Linked DNA regions of Pan troglodytes: region 2 is linked to region 1. The links are chromatin contacts, called in public HiChIP or PLAC-seq maps. All regions are on one chromosome and are shown on one strand. The core of a region is the stretch at or near the end of the contact, and the rest is flanking DNA. Distances in the headings are between cores, read along the strand shown.

Region 1 (3,728 bases), core at 334-2,833:
TATAGCCAGTGATGCTCCAGCCATCCCACCCACGTACTACACATGCCAAGGAAGAAAACCCAGGTGGCGGGTCCACAAACAGGACTCCGTCGTCAACAGTCAGGGGAACTGTACATCCCACGACACACGACGTCCAAGCTCAGCTCAACAGAGAAATCCCCTCCTCCCACTCTCCTTGCAGCTTCTTGAATTCATAAAGCTCCTTTCTGCCACTGCTCCAAACACCTGTCCCCCTGAGTCTTCGCTTGGTTGCTCCTTTTCATCAATCAGGGCCCAGCTCCCTGAAGGTGCCCTTCCCTGGCCACCCCATAAACACATCCTCCTCAACAGTCCTGTTTACTTCAGATTGTTACAAATTGCACATTACTAATTTCACAGTGCTTATCCCAATCTGTAATTACATTGTTTATTCCTTTGTTTACGAGTCTATTATCTCTCTCTCCCTTCCGTTCAGCCAGAAGGGGGGCCTCATCCCTCTTGTTCATTGCTGTCCTCCAACGCCCAGAACTGTGCTAGGCCTGTAACTGCTGAATGACCAGACCCAGACTCCAAGAAGATGCTCCATGCACAGTCCACGGTTTTAAGGACCTGTGTGCAGACAGCTGTGCACCTCTAGGGTATGCATACCTCCTGTGTGCCCCTCCTCCCTGAAGTGCCACATCACATGGGAGAGACCCAGCAGGAGTCTGTTTGTCTTTTTGTGTTTCCATCCTACTTTCCTCCTTCCCTTCTAGTGACACAGCCTAGCTGGCCAGCTCCAGCTCCCCACTCCAGGCCCCTGATGTGTTTTCTCTGTGGGGAGCTTTGCAGTAGGGTCACCAGGCAAAGCCAGAAGGCCAGGGCCTGTGGACTAACTCTGGGAAGGCATTAGGGAGGTGGGTGGGGAGGAAGGGACAAGCTCTCTTGGTCTCTTGGCACTGATCAAGTTGGGGAAAGCCTTGGGAAGCACAGGCCCAACTCCCTTACGTACAAATGAGGAAAGTGAGGCTTGGGGTAGCTGGGGGACCTGCCCACGGTCACATAGAAGGTGGTGGCAGGGCTGACTTGTGACCTGGCCAGCCTGGCTCTGCTCCCCACTACCACAGCCTGCCCACTTGGCTCTCTCAAGGCCCCTGACGCTGAGCCCTAAATCACCACCAACAGCACACTCATGGCCAGTCTCTTGGCTGAACTTTGCATGGTGCCACCTTTGATGCCCTTTAGTGACCCTGGTGCTCTTCAAATGAGAGAAATATCATTGTCTGCTGCTGCCATAGTCCCTTCTTCCCCAGGCAGAGGCCGAAGACTGAGGGGCTCACCAGCCAGCCTCAAAAGGCTTTGGTCCATGAAGCCCTCACACACTTCCTGTCCGTTCCCATTCACTCCAGGCTCTGGGCCCCCAGATCACTTACAATGGCCTTTTCCCGCCGCTTCCTGGCGTGCCGGATGCTTGGCGTTCTGTCTGAACACGGCCCTCTGCTCTCACATCTGTCAGTGAACAAGCAAAGCAGAGGCACTCACTCTCGGGAGAGACCATGGGGGTGGGGGCGGATCTGCTCCAGGACGCAAGGGATGCTTCCTTAGGATTTGTTCACGAGGGCACACGAGCCGGAACTGCCTCCCGCAGAAACCTAGCTTCCCCTTCTGCAACGACGGCCCAGGGCTGTGTGTGGGCCTGAACATCTGGACACATGCCTACTGCCTGCTTCCGGACTGGATCACCGGGAACCAATGTGTTGCTCATTATAATCCCACCGCATTCTGAGCCTTGCCTCTCTATGCCATTAGGGGTAGAAAAGCCCTTTTGCTTTATTATCTTATTTGACCTGATTTTTTTTAAAACCCCATGAGGTTTTATGTTTCTCCATTTTCCAGATGAAAAATCTGAGGCTCAGGTTTGAGATGGGATTTGCTTAAAGCCAGAAAGCAGAGAAGTTAGAAGCAGGTCCTTCTGATTCCAGAACCACTGTTCCCTTTGGGTTCATGCCTCAGCCAAGCAGCAGCCCCTGGCCATTGCAGCTCCATGCTTCCAGGCTAGCTATCAGGCTCATTAGTCCCATAGCCCGAGCAGGCTCCCAGGTGCCACCCACCTGCAGCCTTCCTTGCCTGCCTGCACGCTGCCCTCACTCATCCAGTCTGAGTCACTGACAAATACAGCACAGAGGACAAGAACACAGGCTTGTGAGTCAGACAGCTTGAGTTTGAATCTTGGCCCCGCCGCCTCCCTGTTCGGTGACCTTGGGCCAGTTACAGAAGCCCTCTCAACTTCAGTTCTTCATCTATAAAATAGGGATAACCAATTGTGTCCATCCCTTGGCCATTTGTGAGGATTAAATTTAAAAGTGCATGTCAATGCTTAGCCCAGGAACTGCTCCATAAATATTTGCTTTATTTTTCTATGTAATTTCTTTGAGCCTCAGCTTCCTCATCTATAAAATGGGGATAAGCAGCAGATACCTCCAGGTGCACCTGTGAAGCTCTAGTAGGATAATGGGAGGGGAAATTACTTGCAACTTTAAAGGGTTACCTAATTATAGTATTATCATCCCTTTTGCAACAGAATTGGTAGACTTTCCCCACCTGAAGAGCTGAGAGTGCCTGGAAGGTATCGTGGAGTTCAAGATTTGTGTTGTTAACCCAGCTTAACGTGCTTTCTGTTGCTGAGTGTTTGGTATAGGTCTGGAGAAGGCTGATTAGTATCTTACCAGGTTTACCAGGTACTGAGCTCAGCCAGGTAGCTGAGCAGGAGCCAGGTTACCCAGTTAAGTTTCTGTAGTGAGCAGAAAAAGCCAGCCCTGAACCTGGCCCAAAAGCGAGAAGAGAAAAAGGAAAATCCATGGGGGTTTCTAGAGAAGTTCTCGACTCTTCCCAGGCAATTCTATGAATGCAGGCCCAGCCCAAACACCTCTGAGCTGGGCAGGAGAGAAAGGAGGCCAGGGAAGCTCCAGCTTGGGGGATGTATTTCAACATGAAGAGAACCTGGGCAACTGCCTAATGTGGAGATGGAGTGCTTTAGAGCTCACAGCAAAGCAAGGCTGAAGCCAAACCTTTGACATTGGACCACTGTAGGGCAGAAGCTACCCCCTGGGAAAGAATGGAGCCAGAAAGAGAGGCTCAGCGAGGTCGGCAGAAGGCAGCTGTGACTGACGAATCCTGGCTTCTACAGTAAGGGCTTGCTGGGGAAATTGCTGCAGACCTCACTTTGAGGAACAAAAAATTTAGGGCTTCTTAACAAGTTTGCGGGGAGCCCACAAACCCCCTAAAATTGAATGCCCAGTTAGATGTGTATGCACATTTTAATATGGAGATGGGCCTTTGCTTTAATCAGGTTTTCAAACAGTTAAGAACACCTGTTGTAGATGTATAAACATAAAGCTGAAGTCTTTTTACATTTTATTTAACAAAAAAAATTTTTTTTTGCTAGTCCCTTTAGAAGGGAAGAAGAGGTATCTTCGCAAGACCTAAATTCTGGTCTCAGAGTATGATACTCTAGCAATGTCATCATCATCACCTGGGGACTTGTTGGAAATGTCAATCCCTGCCCCTGCCCCTGCCCCACCCCAGACCTACAGATCAGACACCCGGGTGTGGGCCGGCCAGTGGAGGCCCAACAAATCCTGCAGCGGATTCGGCAGCTGGGCTCTAGCCCAAGAGCAGCATCCAGTGGCCACTCAGCTTCACCTCAACACAGGGCTGGGGATGATGACACTCTCCTCAAGCCTTCCCCAGGGAGAATCAGGACCCACTGT
Region 2 (3,244 bases), core at 531-3,030, 160 kb before region 1:
GGGACTGATACGTGCAGTACAAAGCCCACACACCTCTCATTTAGACCTCACTCCACAAATAAGGTATAATGAGCACTGCATGTGGAGTCAAGAGACCTAAACTCTAACCTTATGATCTCAGAGAAGTCTATTCCACATCCTAAATTTCAACTGTTTCTACTGTGAGAAAAGGATGAACCCAGTGGCTCCTAGTATTTTGGAGGCAAGAATCCTATTCTTTTGACAATGTTGCGAAAGCTTAAAAAAACAAACAAACAACTACAACAACAAAAAACCTCTCCTAGAAATTGCAGACACACTGTATTTCACCTATAATTTTCAGGATATACCCCAGGTAAAGCACACATTATTCCTTAGGTTCTTCCTAGTTCTCTGTCATCTCTAAATGATTCCTCTTCCTATTAAAAACAAAAACTAAACTAACAAAGAAAAACAAAACAAAAACCTACATTCTAACTGCCATAGTGCAACCCAGGAAGAGAACACAGTCTACAACTTGGCTGGGTAAGCAATAGGCCAGTAAAGGATAAGGGAAGCAGTAGTTCAAATCAAGGCTACGTGGGGACTGCGCTTTTTTGCCCTGAATTGACTTCTGGGCGGCTGAAAGCCTTGTGGAGAAGGGCAGTAACTGCAGGAGAGCATCTGTAATGAATGGCATATAGGGTACTAAGCACCCTGCGCAAAACGGGTTAGGAAACAGTCATTACAGCCACCTTGGGCTGAGGGCAGGAAGACAACACCCTACGGTTTTGTTTGTTTTATTACCCTGTTCTAAGCCTGAGTACAAGTTTGTTATCAGACTCGAGGCAGGACAATTTAAGGTTAAAAACGAAGGGCTCTAGAGGACAGAAAATCCGGGTTCTAGTACAGGCTACACCAGTCGCACCAGCACGGGGACCTCTGACCTTAAGCAAATCCACTTACCCTAAGTCTCCGTTATTTCATCTGTAAAACAGAGTTAAGGTCAATACCTGAAATATGCGAGACACTTTCTCTGTCCCATCAGATCCTCCTTGGAATCTCACGAGATGGCCTTTGAGGGCTCAGCCATGGGCCACAGTTTGACTCTGGGCTAGCTCCTTTCCCTCATTCTGGGTCATGAATGAAGCAAGAGCCAAACCAGACAAAGTCTTGGTCAAGCTAAGACGTCTGGGACATCCGAATGTCCCATACGGATTGCGGAAGGAGGACACTAAGGCTCAGTGGCCCTACTTTGTGGAAGACTCAGTAGAGGCTCAGAGAGCCGCAGCATCCAACTCGAGGTCGCCCAGCGGCTCGGCGCGGCCCTCGAAGGCGGGACTTACCCGGAGGAGCGTGCAAGCTGCGCCGCTCACATTCCCGGAGGCGCTTGGCCCGGCGGCTCGACGAGGGGGATGGCTGGCGCACTCGCGCTCCCCGCTGTCGGCGAGAGGCGGCTCCAGTCGTGACAGCAGCAACAAGGAAGTGGAGGCGAGGGCTCGCGCGCGCATCCCGGGGGCTGAAGGAGCCCCGGCCCCGCGGCCCCGCCCGGCGACACACGGCGCGGAGTCGCGACAGCCCCTCTCGCTTCCCCTCCTCGGAGTCGCGATATGGGGTCCTGAAGGGCAAGAATAGGAGCACAGGTTCGCTCCGCAGGCTCCTCACCGATGCCTGCCGAGGGCCCCGGGGGTCAAGCCCCGGGGAGCTCGAGGAAGACGGCAGGGACACGGTCGTCACCGAGGCACCGGTTTGGCGGCTGCACCGGCAGGAGCGGCACACCACGGATCGCCAGGGAGACCCGTCCCGGCGGCCCTCGCGGCGCACCGGAAGCGGTCGGCGGCGCGTGACTGCATGCGACCCCTGGCGCAAGCGCAACAGCCCAGCCCTAGCTTGGGGGCGGACCCACACGAACTGCTCAAAGGCTTGGAGGGGGTCTAGTAAGGCGAACGGACTGCTTCCGGCCAGAGGTCCCGGGCGGAGGAGGAAGCTGTAGCTGCCGGCGGTGGGACGCCCCGGCCGCTCAGACCCCGGGCACTGCTGTGGGGCGTTCAGGTAACGGGGGCGGGGCTGTGCTGAGCGTGAGGGATCTAGGCCCCGCCTCACCTTTCAGAGCCACGTCGGGCGCTGGGAAGCCTACAATACCACCCCCTCCTCAGCACGACGTTCAAGGCCTGACCTCAGCCTGTCTCAGTCTTTCCCTCTCATTCAGGATCGGGTTCATACGTAGTGCCGCATCAAGTAGCGCCTTCATCACTCCAGTGATCTGCCCTCAATCCGTCTCTCCCACTGGCCCACGAATAGTGATGGTAGTGAGTTCCTGGAGTGACTCAAGCTGAGCTGAATGACCGTATGGAGAGCCTCCGTAAATCAAATAGGGATTGGATTGGATTGTCCTTTCTCTCCAGTGTCACAAGTTGTCCACATTTGTACAAGTTCCCGCACAACCCTCACTGTATTCCAGTCTGCCTACTTCTCTGCATCTACCGCCATCACCAACCTTCTAGCCACCATCATCTCCTGCCTGGACTGATGTAGTTCTCCCCACATCCCCTCTACAATCTATTCTCCACGAAGCAGTCAGATTGATCATTTTGCACTGTAAGTCTGATCAAGTCACTCCCTGCTTAAAACCCTCCAGTGTCTCATTCACTTAAAATAAAATTCAGACGTCTTAGCTTGACCAAGACTTGTCTGATTTGGCTCTTGCTTCATTCTCTTTCTATGTCTCCTCTCAATATTAGTAGTTCCCAGAACCAGCTATCTAGCACTCTGTAGTGTTTGGAGTGCTAGCTTTGTTGTGAGCCTCCTGGGTTTGAATCCCAGCCCTGCCACAAGTAAGCAATATTAAGCATGTAAAGTGCTTAACAAATGAGGTTTACGCAGTAGATCCTCCCACCTCAGTAAATGGCACCATCATCCGCTGGATTCCTCAGTGCTCAAACCAGAAACCTGGGCGTTATCCTTGACTCCTCCTTCACCTCACATCCGGTCCAGCACAGGGCTTGCAAAAACAGCCCCAGACTGACTACTACTCACCATCTCTCTATTACTACTCTAATCCAAGCCACCATTATCTCATGTGGACTCCTGCTTTTTTCTCTGATACCCTTCCATTCTTTACACAGCAGTCATCTCTCCTTCCTTAAAATCCTTCAGTAGCTTCCTATTGCACTCAAATTAACATCCAAACTGTTTAGCCTGCTTTTATCTTCAGATTTAAGGCCATCTCTTAGGAAAATCAACTTTACCCATTAGGTTCTCTACCCTGCAACCAAAAGACTGTATT

The links. HiChIP or PLAC-seq counts read pairs in DNA pulled down with a chosen protein or histone mark.
Region 2: an H3K4me3 HiChIP or PLAC-seq map of stem cell-derived excitatory neurons shows a contact between it and region 1, with 3 times the contacts expected there. The contact joins the promoter of HMGXB3 here to the enhancer-like site in region 1. A contact is called at or near these places in 4 of 7 Hi-C or Micro-C datasets (blood, induced pluripotent stem cells and stem cell-derived neural progenitor cells), 1 of 1 datasets of contacts at active chromatin or transcription factors (stem cell-derived excitatory neurons) and 1 of 1 other capture datasets (stem cell-derived neural stem cells).

The regions. Positions count from the first base shown.
Region 1 is chr4:147,563,831-147,567,558 of NHGRI_mPanTro3-v2.0_pri, reverse strand. It overlaps PPARGC1B (PPARG coactivator 1 beta), which reads right to left. Exons shown (of 12, transcript XM_003310895.5): 9 at 1,392-1,467. Among named protein-coding and RNA genes, the nearest start is that of PDE6A, 110 kb to the left of the region's middle. Within about 2 kb of position 1,583, at least 4 of the 24 cell types and tissues checked have an H3K27ac peak or open chromatin away from gene starts, as enhancers often do. A contact at or near this core is called in stem cell-derived excitatory neurons and stem cell-derived neural stem cells, where this site is marked.
Region 2 is chr4:147,725,394-147,728,637 of NHGRI_mPanTro3-v2.0_pri, reverse strand. It overlaps HMGXB3 (HMG-box containing 3), which reads right to left and starts at 1,780. Exons shown (of 20, transcript XM_009449938.4): 1 at 1,305-1,780. TIGD6 (tigger transposable element derived 6) reads left to right here and starts at 1,317. Exons shown (of 2, transcript NM_001243881.4): 1 at 1,317-2,010.